Regions from separate parts of the Sus scrofa genome. Here all the other regions are linked to region 2. The links are chromatin contacts, called in public Hi-C and HiChIP or PLAC-seq maps. All regions are on one chromosome and are shown on one strand. Each heading gives the region's core, a stretch centred on a gene start, on an enhancer-like site or on the middle of the called end of the contact. The rest is flanking DNA. Distances are from core to core; before and after follow the strand shown. Region 1 holds the start of LIMD2 (LIM domain containing 2). Region 2 holds the start of SMARCD2 (SWI/SNF related, matrix associated, actin dependent regulator of chromatin, subfamily d, member 2). Region 3 holds the start of ERN1 (serine/threonine-protein kinase/endoribonuclease IRE1).

Region 1 (4,577 bases), core at 1,478-3,977, 130 kb before region 2:
AACTTACTGGATCTGCTTGTTCCCACCACACCTTCCTGATTCCCAGGGCACAGGGGGTCCAGAGCAGGGTTCGGCAAAAAGATTCTGTCTCACACCCCCACATCCTCAAGCGCAGTAAGGCTTGGCCCCATCACCCACTGCCAGCCTGACCTTCCCAAGGGTGAGGAGCAGTTTCAGTCAGCAAACACTGGGTCTGAAAGCATGGAGACCTGCCTGGGAAGCGTACCCCCTTTCTCAGGCTGCCTGATAGGCCTCTGACACCCATCACCGCCACACCCCACCACCAAAGCCACCGTGCTCTGGGCTGACCCTGTCACCTCAAGTCTGTGTCCTTCCTGTCACAAAGCCCCCCATCCGGCCACATAATACAGAGTCAGGATCTGTTGAAACATGTTTTAAAACAGGTTTGATCACAACAGTCAGAACCAACAGAAATAGGAGAAGAGGGAGCATGGCCCTGCCAGCTCCCCGCCAGTCTTTGTGGCTCTCAGCCTGGCGGATGCTTTAGCTTCTGCTTCTTCAGCGGTGCAAGATGGTCCCAGGCCCACATGGGCATGCCCTGCCTCACCTTTTTTTGGGGGGGGGGGCAGGGCTGCTCCCCTTCCCGCCCCTCCCCGGGGGGGGGGTCCTGGTGGGCACCTGGAGAGGCCCAGCAGGGCGCACCCTGGCTCACCTTCCTCCATTCTCCATGGCTCAGGACCAGGCTAAGGGCAGAGGTAGATGGGGAGACGTGGGGGCTGCCCAGGGCCCCAGGTGGCAGTGAGGAGCTCAGGACCCTGAGGAGGGCATGCTGACTCCTTGCTGGAGAAAAGGCACCTAGATAGGGAAGCTGAATCTGGGGGCCTCCCAAGGGGGCCACGGGGTGAAGTGGGGTAGGCTGAAAGAAGCAGGAAGCAGGGTGCTGAGCAAAGCCCAATCCTGGTTCCCAAACCCCGGCCTACTGAGGGAGAAGAAGAAATCCTGGAGCAAAGCCCTGTCCCCATAACCCTGCCTGAGCAAGATGGCCTCATCCCCTTCCCACCCTGCCCCAACCAAGCCCAAGGTCCAATCTCCCACCCTTCCAACTGCCCGCTCCAGGCCCTCTATGGAGGGAGGAGGGAGGGGACTGCCAGAGGGGCCTCAGGCTGTCTTGGTGCCGGAGTCCACCTCCTTGTGGGCCCAGAGCTCCTTGTGCTGCTTCCGGCCAAAGCCTTCATCGTAGTTGCCTTTGCTCTTAAACAGCTGCTGAAAGTGGGGTTTGCAGTAAAATTCCCCATGCAGCGCTGCATAGCTGCCCAGGCTGCAGAAGCAGAACAGCTGTGGTCAGGACAGGGCAGGACCGGAAGGCCAGGGCGGGGGTAGGGAAAGGGCGCACCTGAGCTTGGTGTGACAGTGCTTGCAGCAGAAGCAAGAGTTGTGGAAAATGAGCTTGTCAGCCACCAGCCGCTCCATGGGGTACACAGTCTTCTGGCAGGCAGTGCAGGTCTCCTTCACCTGGGCCCGGAGGCTGAAGGACTGTTCCAGGAGAGACTCCATCAGGGACCTGACCACCCCCATCCCTTCCTCCCCGCACACGCCAGACGCAGGGCCCTACCTTGGAGCGCTGCACGGTACTGCTTCCTCCGCCGCCTTTGGTTTCCTGAGGGAGAGGGCAGTGGGGCAGGGTCAGCTGAGGAAGGGCCCCCCTCCCACGACCATCACCAGACCAGATCCCAGGGACACTTAATCAAGGAGGGGAAGGGAGACAGGCTGCTCCTCACCCGTTCACCCCCAGGCCAGACACCTGCGGGGATGGAGTGCCCTCCCACCCGGCTGATCACCTACATGAGAAGGGGTGGCCTGGGCGGCTCCTGCAGCCTGGAACATGGCTCGTTGGAGGCGATGGAGGCGCCGGGTGGAGACGCGGCACCCGCAGGGTTCTGCAAGGGGAAGTCGGTTGGGAGGGCCCCACAAGCCCTTCCCCAGCTCGCAGGGTGGGGGTGGGGGTGTTTACAGCAGGGGGCTGGGGGGCTGTGGTTGGGACTTTCCCTAAGTCATTTCCTGTTGCTCTGGGTCTTGCCACTTCCGCCCCTCACCCACCCGCCGCCCCCCTTGGCCAGCCCGCCCCCACGCAGCTCCCCAGGGAACAGGGGTCCCTGAGTGGAACCATGTGTCGGGGGAAGAACAGAGTCAGCGGCAGCGGCTGGGGGAAGGGCTCCGCGCAGCCGCCCGAGCGCCCCGCGAGCTCTGACCTCGCCTGGCGCGAGAGGAGGTCAGCAGAGAGCGGGCCGGGCCAGGGCTGACCCCAGCTCGACGCCACCCAGCTCGGGGCCGAGCACTGCCCGCTCCACCAGCCCAGCCCCTGGACAGCGCTCGCGGGCTGGGCCACCCGCCCGGCGCGGCCAAGCCGCCGCCCGCGCGCCGCGCTCCTCGGCCCCGGCCCCCACTCTCAGGACCCTTGCGGACCCAGCCGAGGGCACCCCTGCCCCGCCCCGGCCCAGAGGCCCGACCCGAAGGACGCACGCTGGCCTCGCAGCCCCGGGCGAGAGCGACGGGCTGAAGCGCTCGGCGTTGGGACCCCGTGGGCGGCGGCCCCAGCGTCCGCAGCCCCCACCTGGGCCGCCGGGATTGCAAGCCGGATGCCGGCCCCTCCCCCGGCCCGCCCGCGAGTCTCACCGGGCCCCGGCCTGTGCCGAGGGGCGGGGGTCGGTCTCCGGGGGACGCCGCGGGTGCGAGGAGCGCGCGGGAACGAGCCGCCGCCGTTGCCAGTGGTCCCTGAGCGGCCGCGGCCGCCAGCGCCTTATCACGGCGCCGCCCCCGCCGGCCCCCGCCCCGCGCCCGCCCATTGGCTCCGCCGCGCCCAGAGCCGCCTCCAGGGCCCCGCGCCGCCGCCGACCCCTTTCTGCGCTTTGTCTTCCCCTCACTCGGCGTCCCTCGCCTTTGTCTACCCCCGCGTCGACCCCGCGCTCTTTGGCGCTCCGCACCGCCCAAAGGCTTCGCGCTCGCTAGCCTCGCGAAACCGGCCGCCCCGTCGGCCCGCTCCGGACGGAGGCAGGGACCCGAGCCCGAGGGTCCGCATCGCAGGCCTCGGGGCGGGGGCAAGCCCAGGTGGAGACGCTGGGGTCGCGGGATGAACGGCGCTCCCGGCGAGGCCCCCGCGGCGGAAAACAATAACCAGGCGCGCCTGGGCCTCTGGCAGCTTCCATTTTCCCGCTCCAGGGGCCCTGCTGCACGGAGGACCCGCGGGGGCGGCCCGGAGGCCCGCCCAGCGACCCCGCGCCTCTCCCACGCCCCCTCGCGCGCGCGCGGAGGCCTCCCGACGCCAGGGGCGCCTGCGCGGCCGCCAAGAAGGCAGAGCGGCCGGGCACGCGGTACAGCCACGCGAGGCGGCGAGGCCTGGCCCGCGCCGCAGGGAGGGTCCCGGGGCCGCGATGTTCAGTCTCCTTCGGCCAGCAGCCCTCCAGCCTTCTCCCGCCGCCCCGGAGACCGGGGCCCGGGAGGCTGCGCCTTTGGCGCCCAGAGGGGCGGCCGCCGCGCTTCCGTTCCTGGGCTTTGTGGGCTTAGTCATCCCCCGCCCCTGAGAGAAGTGAGGTTACCTCTTTCAGAGAAAGATTCCCAGCCTTCATAAAAAGCGAACCTGGGCTCATGCAAACACCACTTGACACAGGGGGGTGAGACCTGAGGATGTGAAGTGACTTGTTCCAAGTACCAAAGCTGGAGCAGCAGGGCTGGCATGAGAGGCCAGGGCTTCTGACCCCGACCCGGCTCCTGACGCGCTGCCCTCTGGCCTAGCCCGCTGCCTGGGCTCCGGCACGCGCTGCAGCAGGTCTGAGGCACGTAGGAGGAACCTGTGGAGCAGAGCCTCGGCCCTGCGGGGAACACAGCCTCTGCGAGGACCCCAGGGACCTGCCCGCTGGGCACCAGGGACTGCTGGGCTGTGCCTGATGCCAGGCTGGAAGCTGTTGCGCGAAGCACAGCCCTAAACATAGCTTGTTTCCACAGTGTGGCAGGAATAGAACTGGCGGCTCCAGAGCGCAGCCCACACGCTTGTCAGGGAACAGAACAGCGCGGCGCCCCCGGCGCCTGGCGGGGGAGTGCGGGAGGCGACAGGCGCCCCCAGCCCCCAGCCGCTCCCTCGGCTCCCTCAGCGCCCGCGCCCCGCCTGGCTTTCCTCCTCAGCCTCCGGGCCCTCTCCGCAGGAAGCTTTCCGCTGGGGCTGAGCTGCAGGCCCCCGGCGGGTGTGGGGGAGAGACTCCTAAAACCCGCCCCGGGCAGCATCTTTCCCGGCCAGGCGCCCACACCTGTCGTCAGGTTCTCCCAGGGGCTGTGCTGAGGCAGGAAAGGTGACGAAGGCCCCGGAGGCACAAGCTGCGCTGCGCGGGGCTGGCACCTGGGCACTCCCCGGCCGCCCGGCCCCAGGCCCCGGCCCGCCCAGGACGTTCCCGGGCTGAAGGGCGGGGTGGAGCCCACGGAAGCAGCACTCTGGGCGCTGAGGATGAGCTAACAGCAAGGTGAAGCAAGCGGTTCAGAGGAAAGAAAACAAGCTGATAATGGTGTTAACAAAAGGGAACTTGAGGTTTAAAGAAAAAAAAAAAAACCACACATGAGCTGAGTGGGAC
Region 2 (4,039 bases), core at 971-3,470:
CAAGCAGAGGCTCAGTGCCTTCCTCAAGGTCTTGCTCCTGGTAGCCTGGGCTACCCAGCCAGCCAGCTCAGCCCTGCCACTTGCCCGAGGCCACCTGCTCAGGGGTTTTCCCCAGGCCACATTCCCCATGGGCTGCAGGTTGAGGAAAAGTGGAGGGGCTCCTATCTGCCCTTTAGATCCCTCCCAGGCCAACAGCCCAAAGGGAGGCACCTCAGCTAACTGGCCCAAGGGCCAGAATGACAGATGCAGGGACCCCTCCGTGACACCTTGGGCCAAGGGGGAGAGCAAGATGGGAAAGATGAATCCCAGCTGGAGCCGCTGGGACCAGGTCTGTCTCTATCAATACCCAGGCCCTAGGTTTTCTTTAGAGGGTGGAGGGAGAATGAGAAGTTAGAGGGAAAAATCACTGTCCCCAGTTAAGCATCTCTTTACAAAGTGAAGGCCCAGGGGTCCTGGGAGGATGTGTACCCTACTCTATGAGGATCCATTTGGGGGACCTCTACTGGAGACACGAGAATCTCCTAGCTTCCCTGAGAGATTAGCAAGAAGCCAGTGTCAAGTGCTGGGATACATGGATTGGGATACAGATGGCGTTGTGAGAACCTAAAAGGCTAATTAAAAGTGGGGATGGAGTTCCCGTTGTGGTGCACTGGAAGCGAATCCGAGTAGGAACCATGAGGTTGCAGGTTCAATCCCTGGCCTCACTCAGTGGGTTAAGGATCTGGCATTGCCATGAGTTGTGGTGTAGGTGGCAGACATGGTTCGGATCTGGCGTTGCTGCGGCTCTGATGTAGGCTGGCAGCTGCAGCTCTGCTTCGACCCCTAGCCTGGGAACCTCCATATGCCGCGGGTGCAGGCCTAAAAAGACAAAAGACAAAAAAAAAAAAAGTGGACAGAGGGTAGGAAAAGAATGGGCACAATTCCTAAGCATTCTGGGGCAACCAGAAACAATGAACTTGGGGGCTGGTAAGCCCCAACCCCAGGGTCAGGCTGAGTTCCTCACACACTGACCCCAAGAATGGAGTCTCTGCATCTCCATGGCCTTTGAAGCTGCAACCCAAGAAGCCCTCTGCAAAGCCAAGCACCAAAGAGGTAAGGACAGAACCCTTTGAAGCAACTCTCACAGGCTCCTCCAGCCCCAGACCAGCAAGGCTCACTGGAGCCTCTATGCTCCCCCAGACTAATCAACTCCTGGACACTGTGACACCAGGCAGAAAGCCAAAGAGAGTCTGTCCAGAATGGGCTGGGTTTCCCTCCTTTCTCAGGCCTAGCCACCACCCTCTCTGGTCTAACCCAGAGTCACCCCTGTGTGAAGGCCCCTGCGCATGACCCAGGAGTAGACTCCCCCTGCACAGGCTGGAATCGCTGGTCCTATCCTCCACCTCCTGTCGGTGGGAAGCCAGGCCCTTCTTCCTCCTCAGCAGCTGGGAGCCATCTCAGACACGCTAAAACTCTGCCAGTTCCCAACTAGAGAAAAAAGAGCAGCCTTGGAGTAGGACCAAGACCAATGTAGGGTAACCCTGGTTTCTCAGTGAGGGCCCTTTTCCAAAACTTTCTCATCACTTCCCAGGACCCCATTGCGGAGAATCTACACTAGACTTCTCAAGCCACCCGCCTACAATTCACTAGCTCCAACAACTCCTCCATCTCTCAGTTACTCAGAACCCCTGTTCCAAGACCTCACACCCTCCCAACAGCTTCAAACCCTTCACCCGAGAGTCGCTCTTACCTTCTCCCCTAACTCCTCCGCAACCACCTAGCCGAGCCCCAGAGTCCCTGGCTTTGCCCCGCACAGTGCCCCGTGAACTCCGCATGCAGAGCCCCTGTGCCCTCTGTCAGGAAGGCTGCTCCAGGACCCTCACTCGAGGCCTCTTTCGCCCCCTACCCGAGTGTGCTCGCGGCGCCGCCCGCCCCTCAGCCCTCCTCACCTGGTACTGTGCTGCGGGGCCCGCGGGGCCCATGGGGCGGAAGGCGGCGGCCCCCGGGCCCCCCACGCCTCCAGCCGGCCCCGGCCCCCTTAGCGCCGGTCCGGGCAGCATGCCGGGTCCCGCTGGCGGAGGCGGTGCTCCCAGGGCCGCGGCAACCGCGCCGCCGCCAGGGCTCAGCGGGGGCAACGGGAACCCGCCCGCGCCACGGCCCGACATCGCTCCGTCCCGTCCCGCGGTGTCTCAATCCGGGCTCCGGGCTCCGCGCTGAGTTCGCTCCGCGCTCCGCGGTCCGGGACTTTCCGATCTAAATTCCGGGTTCTGGGGTTTGTTGATCCGGGTTCCGGGATTTCCTAATCCAAGTTCGCGAGTTCCTCACAAACCCAGTTTGGGGCCGGGCCGGTCTTGATTCCGGTCCTGCCCGGGAAATTCCGGATCCGGGATCCGCTACGGGCCCGCTAGCCTTCGCCGGTCTCTGGAGGTTTCAACGCCAGCGTCCAGTTACCCAGAAGCTGCAGTTAACTCCCTCCCCCGCCTAACCCAGCCCAGCGCTAGGCCCCGCCTATACCCAGCTGGCCAATGCGAGGATGCCCCCTCAAATACCGCCCTCGCGAGACCCGCCCCCCTACAGGCACCGCCTCTAACCGCCGGTCCCCGGAGCCCCGCCCATACCCTTGGGCCGGCCCTCCACTGGAGGGGAGGGGGCGGAAGCAACTCAAGAAATGCAGAAGGTCAGAGGTCGAAGGTCACTAGCACTACTGTAGTAAACGGGTAGTTGCTGCTCTCTTCCCCCCTTGCGGCTGGTTCGCCGAGGTACCCAGCCTCGGTCCCTGAAAATAGTTGTCAGAGCTCCTTTCTACGTTTTAACATTACAGACAACTTAAAGCTGCTTTCTGCGGCAGAACAGCCGCCAGCGTGACTCTAAAAGCCCATCCTAGTGGCTCAGAGCTGTCAAGAGACTTGGCTGCTCCAGACCCTATGCAGCTGTGCGAAGAGTGGACTTGGCCAAGCGCCAAGTTTTTATCGCATATTTCGAACGTGCCTCTGCCTCACTTTAAGGAATTCTAATACTTTACTCCAGAGGAAATGTTTCTAGGAGAAGGAAGTTTGCATTATGAGAAACCCCTAAGTTAAATAAGGTCTTTCTCCAGGATTTAAAGCACTATTCAAAAACTTAATACCTTTTCGGAAATCAGATCTGTGTTAGCAGGTATGCAAAATAAAGCTGCTTCAGCTGTGCCAGGGAGCCCCTCTGACATTCTGGGATTTTTTTTCCCCATGATACAGACCAGTGCTTCTTTAAGGAGCATAAGAAACATCTGAGGCTTTTGTTAAAAATGCAGATTAAGTTTCAGTAGGCCTGGGTTCTAGGGTAGGCTCAAGATTCTGCATTCCTAACAAGCTCCTGAGCAATGCTGTTGTTACTCAGACTACACTTTTTAAGTATCCAAGATAGACTTTTTTACCATACAAATCCTCTCCTTTGTTTTCATCCCCAACCAAGACTTGCCCCACAGCGTTCCACATTTATAGAGCAACCATTTTTAGTCAGTTTTGCTCATCTGTACTTCCTGGTATCTTTCCTCCAGTGATAAACCCTGCTTTTGCTGCTGCTTTCCTGCCTCTTGGTCTTCTCAGGGATCCCTCTCCTCTTTCTCCCTAAAAGTGGGTTACCTGTCAGTCTGAGAAGACCACTAGAATTGTTCCAGTCATTGAACCAGGGCCCCTCTCTCCGGCTTGTAAAGTGGGTAAAGAATTCATGACAAAGCGTTTATGTCCATTTCAACCCTTTCAAGCTGCTAGAGCAACAGTAATTCCAGAGGAAGTAGGGGTAAATCCCCTGGGGAGCTATTTCAAAATATCCCTGCCAAACCACCCCTTCACTCACTCACACACACACACACACACACACACACACACACACACACACACACACACAGCAATGGCTCCCAGTATTCTATTTTTAAAAAGATCCCCCAGGTCATTGTGATACAATCCTCCCTGTAGATCCATATTTCAACTCCCTGCTAGATCCTCTGTAGGTCATTTAAACCCATTTGTCCAAAATCACTATCTCATTGTCTTCCCTCCCAGTTTCTTCCCCTATGTCTATC
Region 3 (4,010 bases), core at 1,237-3,736, 210 kb after region 2:
GACTGAATAAGCACATTCTGGATTAACCTAAGAAAGCCTCAAGTGCTTCCTAACACCGAGGTAACTGCACTGTGGATCTGAGAGCCTAGAGTTTCAGCTCGTGGATGAGTCAATGTCTGGCTCAGACATACACTGAAGGAAAATCAAAATATTGCCTCCACTGCACTCCAGTTACTTCATCAATCACAAAGAAACAGCATCACAAAAATGTTCTTTGCCTAGGCATAGTATAACATTTTAAAAATGATGACTTAGGAAAAAAAACACCTTTGGGGGTAGCAAGAATTCACATTATCATCTATGAGGTACCAGGTCCCGTCACAGGTGTTCGTGTGTTAGCTGTCCCCATTTCACAGATCAGGAAACAGAGTCTCCAAGACTCTGAGGGCACGGCTAGCAAGGGACCCGACAGAACTCAGGTTTGCCTCATTTTACAGCCAGGACCTTCTGCACACCATCACTGCTGCCCAGCTTAACGCAAACCCTGCAACAGGTTTCACTTAAGAATATTAAAAGATAATTCCCACTATGGCTGAGGAATGAAATTTTTACTAGTAGTCAACTTCGGAGTCAAATTCGGACCTCTTTCCCTAAAAAGTAGTTACACTAAAACATAACCTTTTGATAAGGGTCTGGACTATTTTACCATGAACTCAGAGAAGTCTGGATTTCTAAATACAATTTGGAAATATTTACATGAACTGAAACTATAGTCCTAACTAAAGCTAAATAGTTTTGGCTCTTTAGCCAAAGTTATTCAAAAACTAAAACACGAGAATCCAGTGAAAGATTAGCAAATGAAAAGATGTGGCAAAGAAAACCATACACACAAAGTCCTGATGATATGGAAGGAATGACTCTCAGGTCACACATTTTGGTCATTCCCTTTACATTATTATTTGTGAACAGATGCCAGGCAGCAGTTAACCAGCGCAAGATAAAATGTTCAAGTTCAAAACCTGACCCTAGTTGTGAAAGTGAATTTTTTTTCTTAGATAAGAAACTGAACTTACATGAGTTTTATTGTGAAGTGTGTACAAACTTTCCTTAAAAAAAAAAAAAACACGCTGCATTTGAAAAAGGGGGCCTCACATTACTTCAGCTGTTTCCAAATGCTTGTTACCTCAAGAGCAGACTATTATTTACCGAAAATGCACAACCTCGGAAAAGTTCATGCTGTGGCACTCAGGTACACACGTGCCAATCCTCCATCTGGACATCTGGTACCTGATATACCATATTAGAAAGTACACAGTGGAGGTCATTAAACAGAACCTGCTCCAGTGCGCCATGCCCACATCCTGAACAATAGTTTCTTGTTTTGTTTTCTTTCTTTTTTTTTTTTTTAAACCACTCGCTCATTTAGGTTCTTCCAGCCAGAAGGGAAAAAAAAAGCCAAATCTGTCCACAAAATGTCCTCCTAGCCACGGTGCCCAAATCCACAGCCTGAGTAAAGGCCTGAAATAGTTAAATAAATAGAAGAGCAACCCAGCTCTTCTCTCCAGAAAAGAAATGAAAAGACGTTTCAGACAGTCCCATGGTGCTCTCCCGTGAGGTGGAGACCTTCCGTTTGAAGTTTCCAAGAGGTTTCACCGCTGTCCCATATGGGGGTCTTGAAAAACACTCCAACGCCCACCATTTAACCTACTTCACCAAGGCTTGCTGCCCGAAAGGAAGCCCGCTGCCTCCAATGCCAAGAAACCTGGAGCAGGTAAGCAGAATCAAGGTCTGGGCTAAAACTGCTTACCCCCTTCCAGCTGCCTTCATTTCCCAAAGTTCTTGCATTTTGGAAAGTTCAAACGCGGATAATAAATGCAACACATTCTCTCCCCCTTGATTACAGGGCCCGTTCTGCCCTTTCTCCGCGGCCACCGCCAGGCAGGGCAGGCGCCCACCTGTGGGAAGGGTCCGGCAGGTGGGGCGGCTCCCAAGGGTCCCGGGCCTTCCGGAGACAAGAGGTGCCGCTGGGGCGACACAAAGTTGCGCCAGAGAGCACGCGGCCCAGGAGGCGCTGCGGGTGACAGCCGCGCTGGCCCGCGAGGCCCCTGGGTGGCGGACGCCTCGGCGCGGCCGGCCGTGGCCGCCACTTCGGCCGGTCCAGAGGCCGTCGCTCCGCTCCCGGCGCCGCCCTCGCCGGGGCGCACCGAGCCAGGGGACGCCGCCGCCGACGTCACCGTACTCCCAGCTCGGACCCCGGCCCTCCCTGCGCTGCCCCCACCCCAAGCTCCCCGGTCACTCACCCCGGGACCGGGCAGCAGCAACGCCAGCAGCAGAAGCAGCCGGCCAGGCATGGCGAGGACTCGGCCCTGGCTCCAGGCCGGCCGGCTCCAGAGGGGCGGTGCGGGCGGGCGGGCAGAGGACCGGGCGGGGGCGCCGCGACGACAGCGCGGCTGCGGCCGGGATTCAGCGAACGCAGAGCTGACTAGGCGGTGGCGGCACCCCCATTCCCCACCGTATAAGAGCCTGGAGCCGGCGCTTCTTCCGGTCGGGGCGGGGTCGGGGCGGGGCCCAGCCTAAGGATGGCCCTGAGATGGGGCGGGGCCCAGGCTCAGGGGCGGGGCTGAGGGCAGACTGGGGCGGGGCTAGCGCGGAAGGGGTGGTGGTGGGCGGGGCCATGGGCGGGGCGGCCCTCTGACTGTCCGTGGGTCCTTCAGCACCAGCTGTGGGAGCGGACGTTCAGACACCTCGGTCCCGCGTCTAGGGACATTGAGTGACCCAGTCAAGGAGCTTGTCTGAGGAATAGGGGAGGCCAGCAACCTCGCCTCGCGGGTTCACCCCCTGCTCCAGGCGGCTCGGTCGCCGAGGGACCTGCTACGTCATACTTGATCAGGAAAGAGCAGGAGTGTGGCGATGCCAAGTGTCCAGAACCCCTGTTTCGTCCTCACGCCTTAGAAGACAGTAGGAGGGATCGTTGGCGAGCTCGGGAGTGAGGATCAGACTCTAGCAGGCGATTCCCGCAAACCCAGAACTTGTGCTCTGCGAAGGGCTGTCTCTGAGTTCGCAGTCCTGGGATGCTCTAGCTGTGTCTCATTTAGCCTAAAGCCCCCTTTCTTCCCTTTCTTTCCCCTCAGGAATTCCCCTCAAATTATGTCCAACAACCATGTTCCCTTTGGAATAACCATGGCCAACTCATTCGCCAAAAATTACAAGCAAAGAAGGAAACCATTTCAGCTGTGATGTCATATGTGTTTGTGTGGCATTTGTAGATGTGAAGCTTGACATATGCCACACGGGAGTGGGTTTGCTGAGGACTCATACAAGGTCTTTTTGAAGGTTATGGGCTATTAACCTGATCTAAAGAGACAGGCAGCTGTTTGGTCCTGGGTCCCATGCCGCCCTCCACTGAGATGGAAGCAGGGAGAGAGGACATTGTAACAAGAGAGAATAAAATAATTTTCAGAGCACAACATTTCCATATTCTAGGAGAAAAAGGAAAAAAGAATAGCAACTTCTCTAATTTTTCCCATCTTGCTCATATGACAGATTTTTCAGGCTTTGGGGGAAAGTAGTAAGCAACACTGGAGAAAGCAAAGTAATCAGGACTATATTCAATATCTTATAATAACCTATAACAGAAAAGAATCTGAAAAAGACTGTGTATATATATATATCTGTCTTTTCTAGGGCCGCATCCGCAGCATATGGAGGTTCCCAGGCCAGGGGTCTAATCGGAGCAGTAGCCGCCAGCCTATACCAGGGCCACTGCAACGTGGGATTCGAGCCGCATCTGTAACCTACACCACAGCTCAGATCCTTAACCCACTGAGCAAGACCAGGGATTGAACCCACAACCTCATGGTTCCTAGTTGGATTCGTCAACCACTGAGCCATAACGGGAGCTCCAAGGCTGTATGTATATATCTGAATCACTTTGCAATACACTTGAAGCCAACACAACATTGTAAAGCAACTGTACTGCAATTATAAAAAATTGATTAGGAGCTCCTATTGTGGCGCAGCAGAAAAGAATCCGACTACTAACCATGAGGTTGCAGGTTCGATCCCTGGCT

What was found. Hi-C and Micro-C count contacts between places; a contact is called where the count stands out from the background. HiChIP or PLAC-seq counts read pairs in DNA pulled down with a chosen protein or histone mark.
Region 1: an H3K27ac HiChIP or PLAC-seq map of alveolar macrophages shows a contact between it and region 2. The contact joins the promoter of LIMD2 here to the promoter of SMARCD2 in region 2. A contact is called at or near these places in 2 of 5 promoter capture datasets (fetal skeletal muscle and liver), 2 of 47 Hi-C or Micro-C datasets (both in blood) and 1 of 2 datasets of contacts at active chromatin or transcription factors (alveolar macrophages).
Region 3: a contact with region 2 is called in a Hi-C map of liver, with 3 times the contacts expected there. The contact joins the promoter of ERN1 here to the promoter of SMARCD2 in region 2. A contact is called at or near these places in 5 of 47 Hi-C or Micro-C datasets (alveolar macrophages, embryonic fibroblasts, liver and 1 more) and 2 of 2 datasets of contacts at active chromatin or transcription factors (alveolar macrophages and skeletal muscle).

Annotation. Positions count from the first base shown.
Region 1 is chr12:15,223,500-15,228,076 of Sscrofa11.1, reverse strand. LIMD2 (LIM domain containing 2) reads right to left here and starts at 2,727. Exons shown (of 5, transcript NM_001244711.1): 1 at 2,635-2,727; 2 at 1,804-1,898; 3 at 1,574-1,618; 4 at 1,355-1,494; 5 at 380-1,279. The coding sequence starts at 1,845. The coding sequence ends at 1,120.
Region 2 is chr12:15,090,107-15,094,145 of Sscrofa11.1, reverse strand. SMARCD2 (SWI/SNF related, matrix associated, actin dependent regulator of chromatin, subfamily d, member 2) reads right to left here and starts at 2,220. Exons shown (of 13, transcript NM_001244252.1): 1 at 1,929-2,220. The coding sequence starts at 2,144.
Region 3 is chr12:14,880,389-14,884,398 of Sscrofa11.1, reverse strand. ERN1 (serine/threonine-protein kinase/endoribonuclease IRE1) reads right to left here and starts at 2,486. Exons shown (of 22, transcript XM_005668695.3): 1 at 2,241-2,486. The coding sequence starts at 2,291.